Regions from separate parts of the Gossypium hirsutum genome. Here region 2 is linked to region 1. A link is a contact called in public Hi-C data. All regions are on one chromosome and are shown on one strand. The core of a region is the stretch at or near the end of the contact, and the rest is flanking DNA. Distances in the headings are between cores, read along the strand shown. Region 1 holds the start of LOC107962318 (ketol-acid reductoisomerase, chloroplastic). Region 2 holds the start of LOC107962321.

Region 1 (6,486 bases), core at 2,623-5,122:
TTGGATATCCAATTTTTGTAATAATATCATCGACCCTAGCTCCACTAACTCTGGGTTTAAGTAAACAAAATAAATTTGGCGAAAACTCCTTCTTATATTCTTTAACAAAATTGTAAAAATGAGGATGTCCTGCTCTTTGGAAATTCCAACAAATTATTTTAGTGTTCATAAAAAATAAGGAAATTTACAAGCCAAACCCGAAATAAGACTACAATAAATTCTGACAATAACCTCAACACCATTAGTGTCATCCACAATCATACTTTCCTCAACAACTTGAGGATCCGAGACCATAACATATTTGTTTGGATTCCTTTCGAGATCACAAACCAAACCCTCTATTGCTAATTGGAGATCAATTGATTGCTGCTCCTAGATCCTAAAAGTTTCATCGGGCGGTTCCCCTCACTGTTTATAGCGAGTAATGTTAGCACGCAATTGTTGTGCTATGGGAGAGCTCGTTTTACCAAACATAAAAATCTCATTCTCTTTGTCAGTATTAACTACCATTTTTTCTTTCTCTACAATTCGAACTGCTGCATGTTTCTTCTTATTTAAATTAGCCAAAATTTTCACTTTTTCTATCACTATAGCTTTCCCTTTATCAATGGCACCCACCTGGCCCAACCTCGATCCATCATCAAAACCACCCCGCCCAATATTCAAATTCATACCCAAGCTTCCATTATTGGGCTTCAAAACCTTCAAGGCCGACTTTGGCCCACTCCCCATTACCACTTTTTCCCCTTAGCCTTTAGCTTGGCGTGCTTCCCTTTCGCCTCAATAACATCTTTTTCTGGAAACCCTAACCCTATATCCCCATCACCGTTAGACTTCTCTTTAGTCATTACCTCATCACTCCCATTAATCTCGCCATTAAACCCTGCAGAAATCTTTCATTCACTAACCTCCAACGCCACAAAGCGAGTCCCCTAACAAGTCCCCCGGAACTGCCGTTTCTTCCTTCACTGAAAGCCTGCTACGCCCTCTCCGTCTCTCCACCACCATCTACGACTTCTCCATGACCGATCAAGCACAACCTGACTCCTCCACCGATGAATCCGTCGTAATCTCAGGAAAAATGTCCACTACATGTCCGTATATACAACATTGGAAACATATATTTGGTAAAACTTCGTATTCAACACATTAGAGACGACCATTAATTTATACCTTTGACACCACGACTTCTTCAAATCAACATAGACTACCAGCCGTACAAATCATCCCTTGCAAGCACAATCCGTTTGAACATCTAGCTTCACCACCGGACCAATGTCTGACCAATCACCCTTAGGAGGCAATCTGAGTAATAACCTTCACGCAAACCAAGTAACCTAATCCAAACAACCTGTGACTCAATACCATTTCAGGCAAACCAGGTAACCTAATCCAAACAACATGCGACTCAATACCATTCTAACTTGTTGAAAACTTCGGTAACCATGGCCGAATAGTCAAGTATCTGCCAAAAATTACCCACGACCCTCCTACTAATACCTTATTATAATCAGATTCATCCTAAAAACGAACCAGATAAAAATTATTCTCAAGATCCATGAGTTGGATCAGACACTGAGGATCCTACAGTAAATTGATTTTATTTAACAAAACATTAAAACCAATCCTTCCCCCCAGTAATTTCACAAGAACTGTATTGGTCATTCATCGTTGGATAAGCTTCTACACTCTGTTAGAGAATGTAATCGACGGAACACTTTAATCACTTAAGTAACAGCGCCGCCATCCAAAAGTGTAAACTCCTCTTCTAGAAAGCCACCATTATTCTTCTCTAAGGAAACCCCTAAGATGGTTGATTTGTACGACGCCTTCGGAATCTCTGACTAAATCCTCTGGCTATTATTATCCACACCGGGTCATTAAAATCTAACTATACTTCCGGTCTATTGCGAACTTTCTTTGTGGCCCTTCCAATACCACTAGTCTAACCCGAGTTATTAGCACCTGCCACGAAATCCACCGTAGGAATCGTTCCACTCATCACTCCCCTCTAAAAAAATTAACTTAAAAAACCCCTAGAAAATAGATATAAACTATTTTGTTGCAATATTTTATCATATAATGTTAATTGATCTTTAATTACCATATAATGTTAATTGTTTCCTTCTTTACTTCAGAATTCTAATTTAGTTTTTATACTATATATTTTTTATTTCGTGTAATGTACATGTTAAATTATATTTATCAATTTTAATATTTTATAGTTATTTATTATAAAATTTGTAATGTTTTAGTAATATTATATTTTTGTAATATTTAAATTTTAATAGTTTATATTATTATAATATAAATTAAGAAAAAATTAATATTTAAAATAAACTTAAATTAAATCCTACCACTTATTAAAATAATAAAAAAAACATTAGAAATTTAAAAAGAACTTATGATCTCTAGTGGCAGCTTTCATTAATCGACTACTATAATTAAATTAGGGTAAACTTCCAAAATAGTCACTTTTGTTTTTCTTAGGTTACATTTTAGTCACTTATGTTTGAAATGTTACGTTTTAGTCACTGACGTTAACGTGTTGTAACATATTAGTCACTAAGCCGTAAATTTTCTTTAACAGTGTAACAATAAGCTGATGTGGCACGCTAAATCATCATTTTAAACAAAAATTTTAGGTTAAATTATACAATTAGTCACCATATTTTTTCGTTTTGAGCATTTTTTTTCTTTTATGTTCTTTCAACTTTCTCTTTTTTTCTTCATTTTCCTTTCTTTTATGCTTCTCCCTCTATTTCCCTCCCTTTTTCATCTCTTTTAACGTAAAAGAAGAAAATTAAATTGCTCAAAACGAAAATAAAATATAGGGACTAATTGTATAATTTAACTTAAAATTTTTGTTTGAAATGATGATTTAACATGCCATGTCAGCTTACCGTTACATTATTAATGACAATTAATAGCTCAGTGCCTAAAATGTTATAACACGTTAACATAAGTGACTAAAACGTAACATTTCAAATATAAGTGACTAAAATATAACCTGAAGGAAACAAAAGTGACTGTTTAGTAGTTTACTCCATAATTTATACAAGTCATTGAGAAGATGCACAATAATTAATTTACATATGTATCATATTATATATTTACCATAATTAGTTAATATATATCACAAATAGTTAATAGTTAATACATTTATCATAATTAATGTAAATTCACTATAATTAGTTATTATATTTATTGTAATTAATTTTCATAATATAAATTCACCATAATTAGTTAATATATAATTATCATAATTAATTAATATAGGCTAATAATATCTTGGTATTATTAGTAAAAGTTGGTATCATGTGTAACTGTCATATGTGAATTTTAGTTTGATAAGTCACTAAATTATTTACTTCTTTGTAAGTTTGAACTTTATATTAGCTTGGTTCTATTCTATAATTATTCCTACATGTATTTCTAATTGTACTATAATTATATTGTTTTTTTTGAACTTAAAAAAACTATTTTTCAAATAAATAAGTTAATATATATTAGATAATTATTTAATATACCGCTTACCGGTTTTTTTACTCCATAAATAAATTAAGGAGGTAAACAATGTTATATTTATTTATATATTTAAATCATTTAGTACATTGATTGTGTACTTTTTTATAATAACGTAAATAAAATAAAAAAACTGTAATATATCTCATTTTATTTATTTAATATTTTATTATACCTTATAAAATACTTATATTTTTTCATTTATTTATCGAGTTTAAAATATTGTATCAAATATTTTTTTCTATTTTTTCTATTTTTATCATATAAAATACTTTGTCATATTTGTAACAAACAGTGCAGAAACAATTTTCCATTTAAATTAAAATGAAAAAGAAAAAAAACACCAACCCATATTATGCTCTTCGAAAAAAACAAAAACCTCACCAACCATTTCACCCCCTTATAAAAAAAGCCAAAGTTGGTGCTCAGCACATAAACCTAAGTCCAGTTCGAAACCGTCTCTCACACCAGCTTTCGTCTTTCAGCAATGGCCGCCACCACTACAACCACTTCCTTTAAAGCCGCACTCCTTTCTACACCGTCGATATCTTCATCGACCAAATCAACCGTCCTCAAAACACGCTTTACATCATCATCGTCCTCACGTTATTCGCCGATTCCAAAATCACTGATAGCTCATCATGTCTCTACAAGGACCAACGCCATCGTCGCCAAGATGGGGACAGTCCCTTCGGCAGTGTCTGAGACGACATCGCTTGACTTCCATACCTCCGTTTTCCAGAAAGAAAAGATCTCTCTTGCTGATCACGAAGAGGTTAACTGACCCCCTAATTAAGTCATTTCATTTCTTTTTCTTCTTCTTTTGCATTTGCTTTTCAGTTCCGTTTGCTGATTATTTTCATATATATTGATGGATTTGGGTATTTGGCAGTACATTGTGAGAGGAGGACGGCATTTGTTCCCTTTATTGGATGATGCTTTTAAGGGAATCAAACAGATTGGTGTTATTGGTTGGGGTTCTCAGGTTATTAATTTACAACATTTCTCCTTTTCTTTTTCCCTGTAAATAAAAGCAAAAGGGAAACCTTTTTCCCCACCATTTCATAATTATGAAGATCAAAAGCATGCTTTTCAGTTTTCATTGACCACGAAAGTCTTTCAGGTTTTTATTTTGCAAATGTTCATTAATCGTATATCCGAATATTACATTCCCTTAACTAAAACGTGGTTTAAAATATGGTTTTAGGGGCCAGCTCAAGCACAGAATCTGAGGGATTCTCTTGTAGAGGCAAAATCTGATATTGTTGTGAAGGCAAGCTCGAATTCTCACTGCATTTTATTTTGCATTCATTGATTTGACTAAATGTACTGTTACTTGATGATGATTACAGATTGGGTTGAGGAAAGGCTCTCGCTCCTTTGCTGAAGCCCGTGCTGCAGGATTTACTGAAGAGAACGGAACTCTGGGGGACATATGGGAAACTGTTGCTGGAAGTGATCTCGTGTTATTGTTGATCTCTGATTCTGCACAGGTTGCTAAGCTGCTCTCATGTTTTCTATTTCTGCGTTTTAAATATTGGCTATTGGTTATGGTTAGCATTGGCTAATTGTATAAGCTGCATGCCCATAGCAGACATCTTTCTGATGCCAATATATGACTCACATGAAAAATTTTTCCAAGTCTGTTAGACTGATTTGTGACAACTTGTAAATGCTTAAGACTTACATGCACTATGATTCATAGGCTCTCTGCACTTTTTGGTTTGTTCTTATGAAGCTTTATTTTCTGAATTATGTTATCTAGGCGGATAATTATGAAAAGGTCTTCTCCCACATGAAGCCAAATAGCATCCTTGGGCTTTCCCATGGATTTCTTCTTGGCCATTTACAATCGTTGGGGCTTGATTTTCCTAAGAACATCAGTGTAATTGCTGTCTGCCCGAAGGGAATGGGACCTTCTGTGAGGAGACTTTATGTTCAGGGAAAAGAGATAAATGGCGCTGGAATTAATGCTAGTTTTGCTGTCCATCAGGTTGATTATCTCTTGATCATATATTCAACTTAGTCTAAATGAATGTCAAAACTAAACCTTTTCAAAAAAGCATGCTTAAATGACAATGTCTAATTTGGAGCAGGATGTTGATGGTAGAGCTACAGATGTGGCCTTGGGATGGTCGGTTGCCCTTGGTTCTCCTTTTACATTCGCCACCACATTAGAGCAGGAATACAAAAGTGACATTTTTGGGGAGAGAGGTGAGCTGAGTTGTTTGTGTTATTTTGTCAACCGTGCTTATTTTTCATCTTTTGTTTAAAAAAAATTAATGCCTAAAGCGTGTTGTTGTTTCTTCTTTCTGCAGGCATCTTGCTAGGTGCTGTTCATGGGGTTGTTGAATGCTTGTTTAGAAGGTATGTGGAGGATGGAATGAGTGAAGAATTGGCTTACAAAAACACCGTTGAGTGCATAACAGGAATTGTGTCAAAGACCATTTCAACAAAGGTGATCCATGTTGCTTGCTATGCTCTCTCCTCTCTTTGGAATTCTTACTTACAGATCCCTGTTGTGGCCAATTTCTGTGTTTGTTTCCATAGGGTATGCTAGCTGTATACAACTCATTGTCCGAGGAAGGCAAAAAGCGATTTGAGGTCGCTTACAGTGCCTCATATTATCCTTGCATGGAAATCCTATATGAGTGTTACGAAGATGTTGCAAGTGGAAGCGAGATTCGCAGTGTTGTTTTGGCTGGGCGTCGGTTTTATGTATGTTTATGACACTGTGTTTTTGTCAGTTTGCTTGTTATACATCCTTATTCCATGAAACTTTCATTGCTTAAAGTCGGTTCTCAGTTAAGAAAAATCTTGCTTGATGGCTGACTAAGAATTGTTTACAGGAAAAGGAGGGCCTACCTGCCTTCCCTATGGGTAAAATTGATCAGACACGGATGTGGAAAGTTGGTGAGCGTGTCCGAGCAACTAGAGCGAAAGATGATTTAGGTCCACTGT
Region 2 (6,486 bases), core at 1,451-3,950, 210 kb after region 1:
GCCAAGGCACCAATTGAAATAGATAGTGTTACAATGATATCTATCTTATGTTACCTTTTTGTTGGCCCCAGATGGTGGGACTGCGAAAACCCCAGAAACTAAAAGATAAAATAAAATCTGCAAATTATAGCTTCAGAAACATATATATATATTTATATATTAAGATGGAAAATAATGGGGATGAAGAACGTAGGTAGGTAGCTAGCACAAGTGAAACTCAAGCAAAAGAAACAAATAATCCAGCCAATGTAGTGGTCAAACTTTACTGTTAAATTAGCTTTAAAGGATGCTGTTGGCACTCACCATCTAATAAATCCATCTTGTAAAACAACAAGAAGAAAAAATGAAAAAGTTACAAGACATTTATATGCCCCCCTCCAAAGCCCACTTTGTTTAGTGCAACTGCAATTATAATTATTCTATAGTGGAAAAAAGGTTTTATACGTGGGGACTATTATTCCTTACACTCTCAAAAGTCACTTTGATTTAATTAATTTCTTTTTCTTTTTATTTGTTTATTTATTTCTCTAGTTGATGGGGATATTTCATTGTGGTTCCAAGCTCCCTAGATGTTTATGGATTCTAGCATATCATACTAAAGATCATCATGTGAACTCTTCTCCTTTCGGTTTTGATTGTGGAACATGGCATATATAGCTTTGATCATGTGCTTTCATCACAATGAATTGTCACTTTTCATCAATATAGGCTCTTTGATTTTTCATTCTTTTATAGAAACTAATGATTGAGTTGGCTTTTATTTCTTTTATACATATTACAAAATTGACTGAAAGTTTTTCCCATTTTAATTCCATCTTGAATATCGTTTTATGTTGATTTACACAAAAGATTTGTATCACCCCACCACAAGAAAATTATGCAACTATCTTCAAATTTTTTATTAAAGAGATCCTCTTCCTTTTTCTTGCTTTCAAATATGATATGATTAACTAATAATTTAAAGTCTATTGTAAATCATTAAATGTTATATCCGAATTGCAAGTTTTATTTAAAATTATTAGTAAATTTTTAGTAAAAAAGAAATTAATTGATGAAATTTTCCAAGTTATCCATGGTTGAAAGTGACGGTCCTCACATCATCATCATAACGATGAGAAACCACCTTTGCATTTACCCCTTTTAAAGATTCTAATAATCTTAAATGCCTTGAATTGGAGTCCATACCAAATTTATGCTTACTGTTTATCGTACCCTTTCATTCCCCCGGCAAATAATTACTTCCCCCACACAATAAAAATAAATACCACAAATAATCCTTCTCTCAGCATTTACAAAAAAAAAAAACTTACAACTTCCAAGAGATTTGGCACTTAAAAACCCGGCAACTGTGGCAAATCATCCGGACCCAAGATCCCACAATAACAGCATGTGTTGTATGATTTATCATCACCACAGTTCCCAGATTTCAGCTTCATTTCTTTTTTTCTCTTGCATTGCATTCTTATTTTTTATTCTATGCCTATATATACAAAACTCAAAATAAAAACTAATAAAAGGGCAGAAAAGAAATGTAGAAAAGGAAGTGGGAAACTTATAAAAAAGAAAAAAGCAAATAAGCAGCTTGTTGCTTCAACCCTAATGGATGATAGGGCGGATTTTTTTTCCTAAAAATGAATCAGATAGAAATCTGAAGAAAATTGTAAACCCCATAGGCATACTTCTAATAGAAAATAGTAGTAGTAGTAATATAACAGAGTGACGTGGATGATGATCATCCATCGTTTGGAGATTCGGAGATGCTCTCTAAGTGTGGTCTCCACACCCCAACTCGGCCTCTTCTTCGATCCCTTTGCGTTGATAGTTTCTCTGAAAGTATCTCACTTAAATACTGATCCGATATCAAAAGATTCGACATTGAAATTGTGTTGTTGTTCTTGTTGGCGTTGCTCATGCTTCGGCTGTGATTATGCTGGCGGTTGCGGCCGTTGCTACTGGCGCCGCCGCCGTTGTTGTTGGTGGTGGTGTCAAGCCTGTCTCTTTTTTTCTTCTTGGTTGTTGAGGAAGTTTTGGAACGGGTTTTATCGGGTGTTGAAGGGAGTGGTATTAGGAAATAAATCTTGCCACGTTGAAGTTCGGCGTCGGGTGGGACGATGACGATTTTTGGGACCATCCCATCATCGGAAGAAGAAGAGGAAGGCTTCTTTAGAACGTGTTTAGGGTAAGCCTTCATGATGTCGCTGGCTTTGATGGAGCCACTGATTTCTTCAACGCGGCCATTGGAGTGTACTATTCGAATCACATCGAGTGCTCCACAGGGCAGAATGCAAGAGATGCAGCACCGGATTGTGTTCTTCATGCCTCTTCTTTCTCTCTATATTGGCCTCTCATAGAGAAAAAAAGAAGAACAAGGAGGGAGCAAATGAAGTAATGAAAGAGAGAATACAAGAAGAGAAAAAAAAAAAAAGAAAGAAAGAGAAATCTCTTTTTTCTTTAGCCTTGGCTAACACAAAGAGAGTTGGGAATCAGTCACCCAAAAGAAAGAAAGGAAAGAAAATTAATGATGTTTTTTTATTATATACACAATTAGCTATTCCAACCCCCTCTCCCCTGGCCCTTTTTCTCTGCTTTTTTGAGGGAATTTTTTTCCTTTCACTTGCTTAGGATGAAATCTATGGCATGAATAATTGCACCTTACTCTGTACTTTGCCTTTTGGATCCATCATTTAGGGCCCCCATCTCCCTTCCCTTCACTAAGATCAATAATTTTGGGGGGGTTAGTATTGCTAGGTTGGAGAGCTTATGGGTGACACATGTTAGTGCATGATTGGAACTGCCAAGTAAGCCAGAACAAGACCCTCCTGCCAGGGGATGACCAATGACACATGATTCAATCACCTTATGACAAGTGTCATTTTCAAGACCCAAAATGCCACTATTATTAGATGGGGCCACTAGGATAAAGAGAGAGAGAGAGAGAGAAGCCTTGTTTAGAGTTCAAAAAAATTGGGCATTGTGAGAAGGGAGGGAGATTGGGGAGTTGGGGTTTAGGGAAATCTTCTTTTAAGAGGGATTATGAATTGTGATCTTCCAATATTCCCAAGCAAGATCATGTGGGTTGTGGTTTTCATTGGAAAGCGAGGTTTTAGATGGTAGAGTTTAAGAATTCTTCTATTTTATCATTTCCACCCCTTTTTTGTGGTTTCAGATTTATTTCTTCCTTTCCTCAAGTGATTAATTTGCGACATATAGCTTCATTCCCAGTTCCTAAATTCTCTAGACCTCACTTGAGAGTGATTGTTTTAGTTCCCACTTTTCACATATACACTTAGTTCAAGCATTCTTTTGTAAGTAAGCATGAAGGTTCAAAAAAAACTAAGATCATGACACCAACAAGAAGCAAAAAAGATTCAAGTTAATCCCTTAAAAAAGGGTATTAAATGGCTGGATTTGATGTTTTACAATTTCGTTTTCACTTGGGGGACCAAAACAAAATTAGTATGACTACATTGAGAATTAAACAAAGGTTAACAGTTAATAAAACACTGTTTAATGTTAGTCATGTCCCATCCAAGCATGGCCCTACCAATTAAATGGTTCAGATGTAGATGTTAGTGGGTAACATGTGAAAGTATGGAGAAAGGAGGGTCCATTGAATTGTGAAGGCTTTTTCAAATTTTCTTTCAAATAATAACCCTTCTTGATTGCTAAATTAGCTCACCAAATCCATTCACCTTTTTTTTTTTTGAGAACTTATTTGACTGTCTTACATATACTTTTAGAGCCCTTTTAATCAGCTTAATTATGATTAAACAAATTACTAAGTATATAATAAAAGAAAATATATGGGCCCCTTAACCACACATCAATCACATTGGCAAAAAGGATGTACTTTTTAAGATGTGCTGTTATGGACCAAATCCCCTTTTATCTCCACATTAAACAAATCAAATCTTATTTGAAGATTGATTTAGTCACAATCTTCTTTGTCTTTTTTTTTTCTTTTCTTTAATGTCTTATAATTATTCTTTTCATTCTTTAAGACTATATAATTTCAACTAACCACTAAAAGAACAAATTTTTAATCCACTTGTTTTAAAAGAGATGGTGATAATAAAGTTTAGCAAGTTTGTACTCTCTATATATTTATATATAAGTAATTATCTCATGACCTTTGTTCATCCTACATTTCTCTTACATATATATCTAGGACAATTAAAAAATTGTGATATATGGGATATTGTAGAATTTAAAATTTCATGATAAATGTGTAAAAATACAAGTCATATATATATACTAAAATTCATATGAGAAAATAATATTTTCAAAATAAATAGTATTTATTAAAGTAATTATATTTTGAAATAAAAATCAATTAAAATTTTATAAATTATTTGTAAGTGAATGTGTATTTTTAATGGTAGTCATTTATTATTAGAGATAAAAATAAAAAATATTTTGGTGGGCAACTTTTAAGAGTAGATGACATTCCTATGAAAAATGTGTTATAATTAAATTTTGATTTGTTTTGGTAATTTCATTATTGAGTTGGTGTCATTGAATCAAGTGACACTAAATCAAGCAGTCATTTTATAATATTATCAGAATTTATCAAGTCTACAATGTAGGTAAAAAATATAGTATATATAAATTTTATAATTTATTTTTCAATATTTTTATTGTTACTATATATGATGTCATGTAACGTTTTTTTATTGGATTGAAACGTGACGTGACATATTTTAATTGGGTTACATTTCAATCAATTTTTAACAATAATAAGTTTTTTAAATTGTGATGGACTGAAGTAATTAAGTATAATTTGAAAAAAAATTTATCAAAATGAAAAAAATAAGAAGAAGAAGTTACATAAAAAGATAAGTGATAGTTCCTTTTCCTGGTGAATGAGGGTTTTTAATTTTGGAAAATATGAATGTGGTAATTTAAGAATGAAATTATGATGAGTGAATAATTTTAAAAGTAATATTTTCCAATAATTTTATTTGTTTTTCATTTTTAATTAGTTAGTGGTGTTTTGGTAATTTTATATTGATGAATTTAAGATATAGATTTTATTATTAGTTTAGGCAATATCTTTTTTATTTTTTAGCTAAATATGTTTTCAATTAATTCAACAAATTTTTTTTACATTCAATTACTTAATTTATCAAATCATTTGGTAAAGAGAAACTAGGGATGAAATCACTGTACTCTATGTATTCATCCTTTTTATCTCTCTTCAGCTACTTCCCAATTCCACACTCTTGTGCTTCTGCTTGTTTATTTTCGAAAATTTTCATTCCATAAAGTATAAAAATGGAGCTATTTTTTATTATGTAAACAAGGTTACCTTCAAAACTCAAAATTGAAGTCAAACTAGTGAGCTTAACTCACCTAAGTGTTTAGGTGAGCAACTCACTAATTTAGTAACATTGTTATAAAATAGAGCATTATTAGTTTCAACTGTATTGAATAGAAAAGGAAATGTAATTGCATACTTGTTGTTTATTCTTTTGGAGAAATGGCATAAATAATGGGGTCAAATGTAAACCAAACTTTATCGATGAGGTTGTTTAGCAAAGCTCCAATTATGGCCGACTTCACTTCAACACCATTTCCAGACTTCCGGGTCTTTGTTTTTTAATTTCACTCCATGTCCTTTAAGATAACGATACCAAAACCTCTTGAATTTTTGTAAACAAAATAAAGGAGTTGGATTTCCTCTATATTAACTCTTAATTATTTTATGATTAAAAACATTCCCAAACCTCTATCTCCGTTTTTCAAGGTTACAAATTTACTATTATGAAAGACTTTGAAAGCAACCAACTTTAAACGAAAACAAGTGTGTTTTGAGAGTTTGAGTGATTTACCACTCCTTTCTATATGCACTTACATAATTATATATTTATTAATAAATATTGAATAGAAATTAATGGCTAAACAAGCTTCTATCTCAAAACTTTCGTATTCAACTCGTCCATAAAATTCTCCTTGCACAATCTTTGTAACACCCCAAAATTTATATTTTTATTTTTGTGATTATTAACACAAGTGTGTATTTACTTCAGTGGTTATATGTTTTGGGTGTGTGTGTAAGGTCCCAAGTTCAAGCCTTTCATTGGGTAAATTTTGGTATTTTCTGAATAAAGCCTTCACCTTGTTCAATAGGCTTATATTTAAGTATTTGTAAAATAATATCAAAATGGGCCTGCTGGTTTGGAGGTTAGGTGGAGTGTAGGTTTGTTGAAGGTCTTGTGTTTGAATCCTTGCGTGAGCGTAAGAGGTCTATTTTTGCTTGTTTGGCTGTGAGAGTTTCGGTCAAACAGAAATTCTGAGTAATGGGTAGTTGCTGGAGAAAAATAAGGGGAGTTGAGATATTGGAATTATCGGTTATTCCTTTATTTTTTCAAAATTTCGTTTTTCTCTCACCCTCTCAAAGTTTTCCCTTCATTTGTTTTTCCCTTCCATTCTCCCTGCCGAAATCCTCCTCTCTACTTCACTATCATTACCGTTTCTTTTATTTTT

Evidence for each region. Hi-C and Micro-C count contacts between places; a contact is called where the count stands out from the background.
Region 2: a contact with region 1 is called in a Hi-C map of leaf, with 4 times the contacts expected there. The contact joins the promoter of LOC107962321 here to the promoter of LOC107962318 in region 1. A contact is called at or near these places in 3 of 34 Hi-C or Micro-C datasets (all in leaf).

The regions. Positions count from the first base shown.
Region 1 is chrA06:99,188,571-99,195,056 of Gossypium_hirsutum_v2.1, forward strand. LOC107962318 (ketol-acid reductoisomerase, chloroplastic) reads left to right here and starts at 3,873. Exons shown (of 10, transcript XM_016898658.2): 1 at 3,873-4,300; 2 at 4,418-4,510; 3 at 4,733-4,798; 4 at 4,878-5,018; 5 at 5,291-5,518; 6 at 5,622-5,739; 7 at 5,844-5,983; 8 at 6,076-6,243; 9 at 6,375-6,486. The coding sequence starts at 4,013.
Region 2 is chrA06:99,394,900-99,401,385 of Gossypium_hirsutum_v2.1, forward strand. It overlaps LOC107962321, which reads right to left and starts at 2,701. Exons shown (of 1, transcript XM_041115510.1): 1 at 1,263-2,701. The coding sequence starts at 2,317. The coding sequence ends at 1,733.